Linked DNA regions of Danio rerio: all the other regions are linked to region 1. A link is a contact called in public HiChIP or PLAC-seq data. All regions are on one chromosome and are shown on one strand. The core of a region is the stretch at or near the end of the contact, and the rest is flanking DNA. Distances in the headings are between cores, read along the strand shown. Region 1 holds the start of hs6st2 (heparan sulfate 6-O-sulfotransferase 2). Region 2 holds the start of slc7a3b (solute carrier family 7 member 3b). Region 3 overlaps gpc3 (glypican 3).

The links. HiChIP or PLAC-seq counts read pairs in DNA pulled down with a chosen protein or histone mark.
Region 2: an H3K4me3 HiChIP or PLAC-seq map of gastrula embryo shows a contact between it and region 1, with 2.0 times the contacts expected there. The contact joins the promoter of slc7a3b here to the promoter of hs6st2 in region 1. A contact is called at or near these places in 2 of 18 Hi-C or Micro-C datasets (hematopoietic stem cells and skeletal muscle) and 1 of 4 datasets of contacts at active chromatin or transcription factors (gastrula embryo).
Region 3: a contact with region 1 is called in an H3K4me3 HiChIP or PLAC-seq map of embryo, with 6 times the contacts expected there. The contact joins the enhancer-like site here to the promoter of hs6st2 in region 1. A contact is called at or near these places in 9 of 18 Hi-C or Micro-C datasets (caudal fin, embryo, gastrula embryo and 2 more) and 4 of 4 datasets of contacts at active chromatin or transcription factors (caudal fin, embryo, gastrula embryo and 1 more).

The regions. Positions count from the first base shown.
Region 1 is chr14:35,593,775-35,598,498 of GRCz12tu, reverse strand. It overlaps hs6st2 (heparan sulfate 6-O-sulfotransferase 2), which reads left to right and starts at 2,245. Exons shown (of 2, transcript NM_194421.2): 1 at 2,245-3,066. The coding sequence starts at 2,507.
Region 2 is chr14:35,400,676-35,405,399 of GRCz12tu, reverse strand. It overlaps slc7a3b (solute carrier family 7 member 3b), which reads left to right and starts at 1,917. Exons shown (of 12, transcript XM_001342926.9): 1 at 1,917-2,047. The coding sequence starts at 1,935. si:ch211-126c2.4 reads left to right here. Exons shown (of 8, transcript XM_068213360.1): 8 at 82-222.
Region 3 is chr14:35,769,036-35,773,759 of GRCz12tu, reverse strand. It overlaps gpc3 (glypican 3), which reads left to right. Exons shown (of 8, transcript NM_001305618.1): 6 at 562-673. Among named protein-coding and RNA genes, the nearest start is that of gpc4, 110 kb to the right of the region's middle. Within about 2 kb of position 2,444, at least 6 of the 62 cell types and tissues checked have an H3K27ac peak or open chromatin away from gene starts, as enhancers often do.

The DNA of each region.
Region 1 (4,724 bases), core at 996-3,495:
TATATTAAGATATTTTGTACGTTTATTTTTTGATAAGTGTGCATTGCTATACTTCATTTACACACTTTGCTTAGGCTTAATTGGCACATCAGAATGAACCGCTTATTTTAGATAATTTTAAATGGGCCCATGAAGAGTTAAAACAATCATGAGCTTTGATTAATCAGCCATTATTCAGTCTTTGTGTTTGTTATTAAATTAACATAAGCTGCTAAGATAAGATAAACACTGACAGATATAAATGTAACGCTATTAACCTCCCATAGCAGATAAGCATCCAAACATAGCCTCAAATTCATTCCTTAATTGCTAATGTAAATAAATGTGATGCTGACCACAATATGCTAAATAAATAGTAAGTTAATGAGTTAAATCCTGATGAATGTTAGTTGGTATAATGATATATTTTTAAAAATCTTCAGTTTCTTTTCTGCGCTATTGGAAGTAAACTTAATTATACATGATCTTTATATACAGTTGGTCAGAACTATTAGCCCCCCAATTTTTCCCCAATGTCTGTTTAATAGAGATTTTCCTCAGCACATTTCTAAACATAATAGTTTTAATAACTCGTTTCTAATAACCAATTTCTTTTATCTTTGCCATGATGGCAGTAAATAATATTTTACTAGATATTTTTCAAGACACTTTTATACAGCTTAAAGTGACATTTAAATGCTTAACTAGGTTAATTAGGTTAACTAGGCAGGTTAGGGTAATTAGGCAAGTTATTGTAAAATGATGGTTCTGTAGACTATCGAAAAAATATTTCTTAAAGGGGCCAATAATTTTGACCTTAAAATGTTTAAAAAAAAAAAAAAATTTATTCTAGCCGAATTAAAACAAATAAGACTTTCTCCAGAAGGAAAAATATTATCAAAAATGTCTTGCTTTGTTAAACATAATTTGGGAAATATTTTAAAAAAGAAGAAAAAATTAAAGGGGGCTAATAATTCTGACTTCAGATGTATATTAAGACATTTTTTAAGTTTATTTTTTGATAAGTGTGCATTGCTATACTTCATTTACACGCTTACCTTATGCTTAATTGGCTCATCAGAATGAACCGCTTATTTTAGATCAACCCATCTCTGGGAAAGAATCCTGGTGTGACTTCAGTTAATCAGTTTTCTTCAATGCAAACAATTAATTTTCAAGAGTCCAACATCCAGCTGTGTAAAACATATAATCTGATGTAAGTGGTCATCTTTTGCTACTATATTGTTTTTAAACAGGGTAAACATTTTACAAGTGACTTATTCTAAATCTTGGACCTTATTCTTGAAAGAAAACATGACCAATAAAAAAGTGTGAAGCACCAAAAGCAGCCCATATTAAAATAAGTTGTTATAATCATGTACTTTTTTTTTACAAGTGAGGCTGGAAAAGGTGTGAAGCTCATAATTATTGTGTTTTATTTTTTTATTATTCAAATGGCCAAATTCTGACCGAGGAAAGTTGTGCTGGCCAGTTTGTTAGCCTAATAAATGACAATAGTTTTTAATTTAAAACTTTTTTGTATTGATATTATGATGTAATAAATTTACATATTTTAAAAATACTGACAATACCATCGACAAGCTAATTCAGCTAAAAATAATGTAACCTAAATTCAGAGTTTATAGTTTAATAGAAAATGAGGCAAATAACTGGAAAGAGGTACACATTTTTTTTTTTTTTTTGGCAAAAAAACAAAACAAAATAAGAATCACCCCTTTCACCAAGCTGGTTACTAAAAAAACTGCTTAAACCAGCCTGCTTCAAGCTAGTCAACCAGCCTGGCTTTAGAGGGGTATTGGCTATTTCCAGGCTGGTTAGGCTGAAAAATGACCAGCTAAAACCAGTTTGACCGGCCAAAACCAGTATATGTTATATAAGTATATATTACAAGTATGTATTATATAACAAGTATATATTATTTAATAAAACATTAACTAATAATTTATGATTAATATGATGCAAAATTATATGAAAATATATAGTTTTTATTTAATAAATATTAAATATATAGTTAATTTTATTATATTTTATACACAATTAAACAATTAGTATTACCATTAAATACACATAAAGCAGTTTAAATCACATACAAATATCAAACTGATTTTAATTAAATGTAAAAAAAAGACAATATTACACAATAAAAGTATTCCTATGGACTTTTATTTTGAAGAGTGGTGTACGGATGTGGGCGTTGTATGTGGACTACTGGGAAAACGAGGAACTGGGAAGAGCGAGTACGAATTTGTGGCAGAGGTAAACAGCAGAAGTTATCGAAGAATCACAAAGCAATCCGATGTAAGTTCGGACTACAAAGCCTCGTGAAAACATGTAGACACCGACTAGACTCGCTTCAATCAAACGAACATCCACCAGAAGCGCTGGGCGTGTTCGTGTTTTGATGTGCTCGAGTCACAGGTTTTGTTCAACATTCCTCCTGGCCGACGCGACGCGGTGAGCGAGCCGCCGCACAACCGAGTAATGCTTTCACTTTTCCAGCGAGAAGATGGATGGGAAATCCAACTACAGCCGGCTACTCATCGCGCTGCTGATGATTCTGTTTTTTGGCGGAATTGTACTGCAATACATATGTTCAACATCCGACTGGCAGTTACTACACCTGGCATCATTGTCCTCGAGGCTGGGGAGTCGCGCGCCCGGAGATCGCTTGAACGGAGCCGGTGCGGGAGATCCGTACAGCTCGGAGGACGGTGCTTTGGTTCGCTTTGTGCCTCGTTTTAATTTTACCACTAAAGACCTTAGTCGCGCGGTGGATTTCCACATTAAGGGGGACGATGTTATTGTGTTCCTCCACATTCAAAAAACCGGAGGGACCACATTCGGCCGTCACCTGGTCCGCAACATCCAGCTGGAGAGGCCGTGCGAGTGCCATGCGGGCCAGAAGAAGTGTACCTGCTACCGGCCGGGCAAACGCGACACCTGGCTGTTCTCCCGCTTCTCCACCGGCTGGAGCTGCGGTCTGCACGCGGACTGGACCGAGCTCACCAACTGCGTGCCTTCCTTCATGAGCAACCGGGAGTCCCAGGAGAGACGCATGACTCCTAGGTGAGACTTATTAGTATACCAAACTAATTTAGTGTCTTAATGAGTTTAAATGCGTCTCGATAAACTAACTTGTTTCTTTTGTTGTGTTATGGTGTGTTGTATGGCGTCACGGTGCGCTTCGCCACTCCTTCCTCTCATATTGTTCTCGCTCTGAAACCTCTTAGCAAGTCAATTATGCGGAGACAAAAGGACTCCAACAGGTCAGGTTTAACCCCGGAGTGTCTGCTTTCATTCAGCGCATTCCTGCAACAGGGGACCCATCATCATAATCATTCACCCTTTCAGACACCCCGGAGGGCAGACAGCCTGCTGGCACCAGAACATCTGCCATTCTCTCAGGCCTGTCCTTTAAATAAACCCCCTGTAGCATTATGAGACCCACAGTGTTTGATAATGTTCGCATTTGGAGACTCGTGTTATATAAACCACGAGTCTCCAAATATAAAGGCTGTGCCTTAGCGCCCCTCCAGTGCTGATATACAGCCATAGCACACTGCTACAAGTGTGATATTGCGTTTAGACAACAGTTCGACGGCACAATCTTGTACATAAAAAAGAAAATCAAACACAGAGTCTAAAACTCTTGTATTAGGAGCTACTTTCTTCCAATATTCATTCACACATGCAGCTGACGTCAGAACAGCAGAAGCTGTAACTTATTTACCAAAGTCACTTTAGAGCTAGTATTTGAATGATTCTCTATAGTATAATGTGAAGCGGCGCTTCTAGTGTGTGACCCCTTAAGGTGATGACAAAAGAGCAAATTTTGCTTACATTTTAAGATTATAAGGCTGAACGTGACATTAAATGCCAACCGTCTACATAGATTTCTCACCAGACTGCTGTTGTGTTTGCGATAAGGAGGGACAAGGCTGAATCAAGTTTCTTATTCGCAGCTTCTTAGTGACTCTATCCAGTCCACCTTAAAAACCACGAGGCTTCCGTTTTTAGTTTTTTATTCGCGCTCAAGAGAACACACTGAGCAAGGGCTACTGTGCGGTTCTGGCGCCATCTTGTGAATAGACAAAGGCAACCGTTTTTGGCCACCGACAAGCTCTCAGAAACTATAAATATTTTAAAATAGGCGCTATTCTTACAAATAAATTGCTTAGTTGCAATCTAAACAACTACATTCTCGACAAAAAAAAGTACATTTTGTTGTCTAACAACAGTGATATTTGTCAAACTGTAGCGTCTCTGCTTGTTGCTTGCTGTATGTGGGCGGTCTAACACACAGAGGTGAAGGGTGAAGAGGCCTTTGTGTGATGTTACTGGCAAAATATCGCACGACTATCAGCCAATCAGATTCAAAAACCAGACAAAACTGTTGTGTGTGTGTGTATGTGTGTGTGTGTGTGTGTATGTATATATATATATATATATATATATATATATATATATATATATATATATATATATATATATATATATATATATATAAAAAGAAGTCTGCGGTTTAAATATTTGGGGTTCTCTCAGAGAAGTGAATTTGTTTGATTAGCAAGGATGATCACAAGTGACAGCAAAGAGCTATGTTACATGTGATTAATATTACTTATGATTTATTGAAGCATGCCAAAAGGTGAATCACAGTCACTGATTGTGAAATTGATGAGAAATGGCTTTTGAGCATAAATCAGCATATTGAGAAAAGAAAG
Region 2 (4,724 bases), core at 668-3,167, 190 kb after region 1:
GTATTACGTTTAAAGTAATATAAGCTGAATTGTATACTTCTGGCTGATTCTTTCTTTTTTGTGTGTTTTTCATATTTACAGGAGTAAAAAAAAAGAAGTTTTAACCTTTCTAGCATATATTTAAATGCTTATAAAATGTGACTCGGTTTACTAATAAATTGTAATTTTTTTATGATATATTGACTGGATTGTCCTAATAAATTACAGTGCAACATTACAGTATAATTTAGTTTTGTTTATTTGTTTTTGAGGGAATGGGAGATTTGAAAGGTTAAATGATTTACATTTCCCATCATAAAATGCTTAGTTCATTGTGTCACCATGTGTATAAGTGCAATACTGCAATAATTCTAACATGCATCAAATCAATGACAATCGTCAATGGAAACAGTTTTATTGTTATTACTATTAATGAAAAACCAAATAGGATACAAATAAAAATGGCAGTTGTTTACATCATTAATATTTTGACCAGAAAATGATGGAAAATGAAACGTAATGTGGTCATATTGTTGGCTCATCAACATTTCCTGTTGTCAAGTGGTCATTTCACATCCGTCACATCCATAATGAAGCTTTTCCATTATAAATGCAAAAATGTCAAATAAAACGAAATTGATCACATTTGTTCTATGTTGAGCTAACACTTATCCTTTGGATTAGCATTATTTCTTTTGGGCTATGCAGTTTAATTCACAGATTTTCTTAGACTTGCACAGTTTACTGGTACTATGGTAGTATCGTGATACTATGGCTTCACAATACTGCCAGTGCCACTGTAGTTTGTAATCTGTAATATCGTCATTAACAATTCATAATGTTGCATGTGGAAAAGTTACTAAATGCACACACGTTTGTGTAAAAATAGACGATTTAATTTTAGTAGTCTATGAAGCCTTCTAAGGTTACAAAACTGTCGAATTTGCACTTTTTATGGTAGCCTATTGCATATTTTTTATGCTTCAGTTCAAATCTGAATCCGTTAATTTCTGCTCCTGTCAATATGATTTAATAGCTACAACACTTTGAATGACTTTGAATTTTTACCCAATAAGACTGAAAGACATTGGATGAAAAACCCAAAACAGCAACAGGAAACATTGAAAAATGCTTTTTTTGTAGCCAGTTTCATTTGGAATAATTAGTTTTTTATTTGAATGTATTTCTTTGTTGGCATGAATACATTTTAGCCGAAGAGACGTGCAAACACTTTTTTCAATAATAATGGAATTATTATTTACATTCATGTAGGCCTATTATAACATAAAATATAGTATTTCTGAATTTTTTCTTTATTTCAAGAATTTGAGTTATGAATTACAGTATTACAATACTGCTTGGTATCGCGATACTTTAGCTGGTATAGTATAATGACATGAATTAATGGTATCAAGACAACCCTTTAATTTCTATGGAGTATGTTGTTTCAAGGGAACTCACAAAGTCATATCCATAACATATGTTTATTTTCCTAATTTAAAATATAAAAAAAGTTTACAGATTAATATTTTTCTGATCCCATAACTTTGGTTGATTCTTTTGGAAAATAACAGGATATTATTGGATATTTCAATATAATGTTAATATACTTTGTGTGTTTATGTTTAGTTTTTACTGAAAATGTCACATCCATAACGCTGAATTGCTCCTATTCAGAGTTTTATAATCTGAAATCTTGAGCACACGTTTTATGTAATGATGTATTAATAAATACAAATTACAAATGGTTGTTCTTTACAGTTTTAATCTGTAAAAAAATATTAACTTAAAAAAACAATGAATATACATGAGAACAAATGCAAACTAGTTTAGTTCAATGGAACACGTTTCTCTACAATGGGCATTGTTCTTGACGTCAGAGTAACCCTACCCATGGGGGGAAAATAAAGTATTTTCCTTAAAAGGTTGGTATTTCCGGGTGACTTTAGTATCGCATGTCCTGCTCTGTTGCTCATTTCTCTCGTCTGCTCCGTGAACGCTGCTCAGCGTGTCTGCTGTCTGTCTGCGTGCGAGCCGCTGGATCTTCAGCACATCATCTCAGTAGAGGGTAAGGTCTTTAACCTTCATTCTCCTAACAGTTCCTTCTAAGTCGTCAAATGTCTGAGGTAAAGATGTAAGAAATATTTATAAACTGAACGGTCTGGGTAAGGGGTTTTGTATTAAGCGATTCGTTAACGTTGACTGTGAAGCGGAAATCCCGTATGTTTATCATCTTCCTCGTGGTAGAAATGGCGCGCGTGCTTGTAGATACTGATTATAAATGTACGCTTGTTTATAGTTATTTATTTAACGTTATTGCCGCTTTTATTTTAATAAGACTGGAGAAATAAAAATATGTCATTGACATTTAGAATGTTTTAAAAGGAATATATTTACACTGATACGCTATTTTTTCAAAATGAAATAAACTTGTCTCAGGTAACGTGTCAGTTCTTCTTTATGTGAACATGATTTCAAGCATGACATTATAGGTCAATTGTCTAAAAAAAACTATCAATACCTGTACAAATAACTAATACCATACTCCAGTAATAATATTACGTTTAAATATAACGTTACGTACTTTTTCACATAAATATAATTTCTTGCATAAATATCTGAAGCCCTGTTGAAAATTCTTGTTTAATCTTTGTGACACACGAGTAAAGAGTTTTTACAGTGAGGAATTTGGGGAATCTCTTTAATCCCCACAATTTTTGAAATTGTGCGAATGTTCAGGAAAATAAAAGCATTTATGTACATTAAATTACTGTGTATATAACCAGGCAAATTATGGTTGAATATCCATCTGTAAAACAGCAAAACTGGCAGGTGCATAAAAAACTTTAGTTGTTGTTGTTGCCTGTAGTTATTACAGGGTGTCCGCGGGGTCCTAAAAATTGATAAATTAATTTAAAGAAATTTAAGGCCCTTTAAAAATTATTAAAAAGTCTTAAATGCTATTTTAAAATATATTAAATTTTATATCAGTATGCTAAAGCTTGCCTGAATTTTGTATATAAGTTTGCTGTGTAGTTTATGAAATCAAACAAATTCTGCTAAATTAGACATCACACGGCTTCGTTTTCTGCAGTAAACCAGATAAACACTTATTCCTGCTGTTGTAAAGGCCGGATTAACATTTTTATTCAGTATATAAATACAGTTTTAGTTTAGGATTAGTTTCTTGCAATCAGTATTAACAGTCAGTAAATATATTGCAATTTAAAATGTCGCCAATTTTACTGGTTGAAACCTGAAGTGGTGATGAGGTCTTAAAATGTATGCAGAGTCTTAAAAAGGTCTTAAAATGTACTGAATTTCAATCTCTGCTCCCTGTTTTTACTATATTTTAGCCCTAAATAAAATAGACTTAGATCATCATTGAGCTCAGAATGAGTTAATGAATAAATCATCATAGGCTGAACAAATATCCTGTGATGTTTAGCAAAAAAAATATCATTGTTTAAAAAAAGACTGATCTGTGAGTGTGGTGTCAGAAAGACATTATGAAATCTCATTCATGTAAATATAGGTGTGTTATGACAGGTGCTGCATGTGCATTCCATGTTAATAGTAATCTCTAAATACCAACACCAATAGTATTTTCAGGTCAATATTTCTCTTTCACAAAGAGCACAGAAATATTGCTAAGCCCCAATTAAATTGTCACTTAAGTAAAAAAGAAAAGAAAAACATGGGCATTTAGTCATCATCTTAAACTTTTAAATGAGACTCTCAAACCAGTAAGCTTTCAATTGAGTGAAGCAGACAATCCTGTTCATGCTACCTGTGAATGGATCACATCCAACCTGTTATAGTAGCTAGTTTATTTAATCTTTGAAATGTTTTTTTCTGGTTAATCGCTCATGGCAGAGGAATGTTTAGGGCAGGACCACATCAACTGCATGACTGCTGCTGTTTCCTCTTCCAGGAGGTGTTATTTAACATAACATCTCCCAGTCTGATGTACTGGAAAATAATGAATAATGAATCCCCTACACTAATGATTGTTCAATGACATCAATGTCCAAAGGCAGTGCTTTACATGGGCTTAGTGATAACTATCAGACTGTTTTAGTGTGATAATAAGCCACTATTTAACAGATTAAACAACGTTTTCACGTACTAGATTTTCTGTTTGCTTTGTTATGAAGTAAATGTTAATACCTTTATGCAACACCCATGAGAGGAAGTAAATATTTTCTGTGATCTTAATCGTAAAGAGTAAACCCGACGTAATCAGAAAAATATAAAAGCATCCTTGTTCTTTGTTTTTAGGTATTATGTTTGAGGAAATGTTTTGAATTTTACGTTAAAATGCCTACAGGAATAGGTAATCCGAAAACACAAATTGCTCACCCTCGAGTGGTTTCACACCCAACCCAAACAATCTCAAAAGAAGATATTTTGAAGAATGATGGAGGTCCTGATGTTAAAAAATCTACAAAATATCTTCTTTTGTGTTCAACAGAAATAAAACTCTTTGAAACAAGGTGATGGTGAGTAGATGATGACAGAATTTTTATTTTTGATGAGAAGGATTGAAATGTTTCCACGGTTTGCCATGTAAGCAGGCCCAGGTTTGCTTTACTGGTTAGTGCTATACACAGGATCTGATGAAACATGTATGACTACTCAAGCTACCAGACAGAAACCACTCTAGAAAACCTTCCCTGCGAGCGATCTATTTTCTTAAAAAAGCGTGTGATGGTTCTGCAGCTCATTATTGCTAATATTGGTGT
Region 3 (4,724 bases), core at 1,195-3,694, 180 kb before region 1:
CTCAATTTAAACTGATTTCATTTTCGCCGTCTTTTGCTTTGGCTGTTAACGGTTAAATAATTGAACTTAAATGCCAGGCGTAGTTCATGAATGTTAGATCAGAATTATAAAGATTTGGTATATTTTTTTAAGCCATTACCGTCATGTTTTTTTCTGCAAACTTTAATTAAGTAAAAGTAAAAGTGAGTAAATTATTAGAGCTCAAATCATTGTGCATTTGTTTACATTAGTAGCCTAAATCTAGCTGATAATCTGTTTTTCCAGTCTTCTACAACAAACAGTTGGTAAGCTTGTCAGGCATTTTTCTGCAAGAACAAATGACTAGATAGACATTTCCCTTATAATATAATATAATATAATATAATATAATATAATATAATATAATATAATATAATATAATATAATATAATTTTACAGTTTATTTGGACCTGTAAGAACCTATAAAGAAATGTTCTTTAAAGTAGTGGTGGAGTAAAATTAAATAGTATTAAACTGTATGATGTGCATAAAAACATGTAATTTATTAAATGTAAGAACTGACATGTGCATCTATTTTTGCAGGTTTCCTGGTCCAGGTCTGAAGAGAGTTCATCCACATGGCTCTGAATCCAAACAAAAAACACCAGAACCCGTCATCAGTCAGATCATCGACAAACTCAAGCACATCAATCAGGTGCGTCACACTGTGATGTGATGAAAGGTGTATCTTTTCCATGGCCATGACATTACTATTTTAGAAATAGTTTCTGCTTCTCCAACTTTGCCATTTCAACAACAGCATACGTATGATGGTGCTGCGATTGTCTCAGGTACTGATTATCAGCTTTATTTGATGCTAAAGGGCTAATGTGTGTTCGATTATCATAATGCTTGATCTTTATAGGCATACTGAAAATGACAACATTTACAACATAAAATACAAAAATAATATTAACTGTGTCCTATTTTCTTTGTTTTGTTATTATTTATAATGATTATTTGTTAAAACTACTTTTATATTGTTTTATTTTATACCAGTGTTTGTTTTTCTACCTAAGATTGCTCAAAATGTATCACCTCTGTTTGAGTGGCTCAATTTTTTTATATTCCTAAAATATTAAAAGCAACTTTATAGTTTTGAGTATAGAATTTGTTACATTAAATTAAATAAAAAAATAATAATACTATAAAACAAGATTATACATTGATTTAAAGTATTTGGATGATAATTAGTTTCTATTATATTATGTGATCAAAATTTTGTACTAAAAATAAAGGATTGCACAAATGATCATCTCCATAATAGGATGTGCCATATCATAAAACTTATTTTTTTATGGCAAGCATTTGTGTGTTGCATGAATAGGTTGTTTCAAATTAGATCAATCAGATAGGGTTACTAACTTTATAGTACCTATTTCCTTTAAAAAAAAAAGATATTAAAAACGCTTCTCTAGAGAAATCACAATAAATATACTTTTCACATATTTTACGAGTATTGTTTAGCCCTACTAAAAATACTACTACATTTATTCATTAATTTACATATTATTATAATATTATTTACTCATTAATTAATAAGATGTTTGTTAATGTTTGGTTTTGGCTTTTTCAGAGATAATTATATTGATATCCCGACCGTGACAGAAAAATACTGGAAATTCTCTGTAGACTGATGGCATTTCATGCTGTTCAGCCTTATCATCCTAAAATGTGAGCAAAATCCCCTGTTTTGTCATCACTTTAGACATTACGCTAGATAAACATTCAAATACTAGCTCTAAAGTGGCATTGGTGAAGTAACAATGATTTCTGCTGTTCTGACATTAGCTGCTGATGTGAATGAATGGCGGAAGAAAGTAGTTTGTCATACAATTGGGTTTTTAGACTCTGCATGTTTGATTTTCTTTTTTATATACACGATATTGCCGTCAAACTTGTATAAACACAATATCAAACCCATAGCAGTGTGATATGACTGTATATCATCACTAGTGGGACACTAAGGCACTAATTTGTATTTATTTGTTTATTTTGATCTATTTTTATTAGATTATTTTATTTATATTGAATCTAATTTGTCATATTTTTGTACTTTCTATTTCCTGTTTTGCTTTTGTGAGATTTTATTCTCATTTTATTGTTCTACTCTATTTTGTCTGTAAAAAAACATTAAAGTCCAGAGTAATATGATTAAATTAAATCACATTATCAACCATTTTGTTAAAATGAACACACTGGGTGTTGATTGATTTTATATAATTTTGTCTTTTACAATTCACAAACTTTTTTTTTTTACCAGTAAACTTCTGCAAATAATCCTCCTCTGCATTGGTGTCAGTCATTGCACAGACATGCAGTCATACATAAACTCATCACCTCGGTTTTAACTCGGTCACAACAGTCTGGCTGTCATCACACACACAGATGCACACGTCTGCGTGCTGCTTTATGACACACAGCCTGGTAGATTATCAGCATGTGTGATACGGGCTGCCGGTATCTGTGCATTAATGCAGACAAAGCACAGGCTTTCATTCACTTTCTTCCTTCCTGACTTTAAAAAACAACAGCTGCGTGTCATATCACCTAGTGTGTGTGTGTGTGTGTGTGTGTGTGTGTGTGTGTGTGTGTGTGTGTCAGTGTCAGGGTGTGTCTGCTTATATTTCATGTTCAGTTTGTTCCCTATTGTGAGTGCGATCCTGCATTGATATTTGACTCTTTAGGGTTTTCAGTCTGTATATTCTTGTATTCCTGAGAGAGACGCATCTGGCTCATCCACAGGAAGTTCAGCGGGCGCTTCCTCTGTACCTGGAGGATGTGTGTTTTTGGCTCGGCTTGAAGATATGTTGCAACGCAGTCTGGCTGTGAATGACTATAGGCTATGGTTAGATCGATCCAAGTGTGCGTGTTATTGAAACTTTTAGTCTTTTTCCCCCTTTTACATTTGTGTTATATTGCAGGGAGTCATTTAGCTGACACGTTTATCCAGAGTGATTTACAACTAAGGAATATGACAAGTAACTACTGGATTGTCATTATATAAAGGCAATGGAAGGGGTCAGAATGCAGTCAAGTGCTTTTGAAATAAATAAATGGTATGAATAATAAATTAATATGAGACGACACGGTGGCGCAGTAGGTAATGCTGCCACCTCACAGCTGGTTCGAGCCTTAGCTGGGTCAGTTGGCGTTTCTGTGTGGAGTTTGCATGCTCTCCCCACGTTTATTTGTTTATTTTTATCTATTTTTATCTGATTACTTTATTTACATTTGAGAAAATGGACAAGTGTATGAGAAATTGGACTTTTCCTTCTGTTAAACAGGAGTTGGGGAAAAATATATAGGAGGGCTAATAATTAAGACTTCAATTGTATGGCTGAAATATATATACGGCTCCTGTATATTTCCCCCAATTTCTGTTCAACTGAAGGAAGAGTTTTTTAACACATTTCTGAACATAATATTTTTAATAGGGATGCCCTGATCAGGTTTTTCCAGGGTGTTCCTTATTTTTTATTTAATTTACCTTATTTTATCATTGAACAACTTTGTTAGCAAAAACAGAGCACTTCTGTGAGGTAGCTTTAACAGTCAATTAATAAATAACATAATGCTTCACTTTTGGACTTTAGTACAACAGTTATTAAAAAAATAATAATCATAATCTTCCAATAAATCTTCTAATAAATAATAAAAACAAATAGCACTTCAACCAAAATACCCGGAAGGCATGTAAACAAAAATTAAATAAATAAAAGTGCCTCAGTGTTTGCAAAGCCAGTAATATGCTTTTAGGAACTGCACTCCTAACTCTGTTGTTACTGTTGTCACAGTATCACGTTTTACGGAATGAAAGGTCTGTTTTTCTTAATGAAAACTAACAACTCTACTTTGTCAGGTTTAAGCCTGTTTCTGTTCTCATCAAGGACACTTGCAACGCCATTAAAAGTTCTCATCAACTTTATAATACCTCCAGACCTGAGAAATACTTGTGTTTTCTGCTTCAAGCTGCTTCCATGTTTAACCATTTAACCAATAGCATCTATGCAACAAAGTGACTTCATGCTACACGCATTGCTGTTTCTGTGTGAAGTCAAGAAAGAGGTCTAACTCTGTGCCACCGCATACCTATAGTTGTGGTACAAATTATGAGAATTAACAGGGTTATTCAAAAAGAATACCACAACTTTGAAAATCTGTATTTAATCAAAGAAACATGATGGAACCTTGGATAATCAATCAATGTGAAGAGTACTTAACAAAGTTTTATATATATATATATATATATATATATATATATATATATATATATATATATATATATATAGCTAATTTCTAATAATCTCTTTTGCTAATTTCTAATAATCTCTTTTGCTAATTTCTAATAATCTCTTTTATCTTTGCCATTATGACAGTACATAATATTTTAATAGATATTTTTCAAGACTCTAGTGTTTAGCTTAAAGTGCAATTTAAAGGCTTAACTGGGTTAATTAGGCAAGTTAGTGTAATTAGGGAAGTCAAAAAATAATGATTTGTTCTATAGACAATTAAAAAACATATTGCTTAAAATCTAATAATATTGAATGTTTTATTATTATTATTATTATTAGAAACTTATTTTATTCTAGCCAAAATTAAACAAATAGGACTTACTCCAGAAAAAAAAATATTATTATAAAAATATAAATATTATAAATATTATATTATTATATTGCAACAACATGCAAATGAAAAGCCAT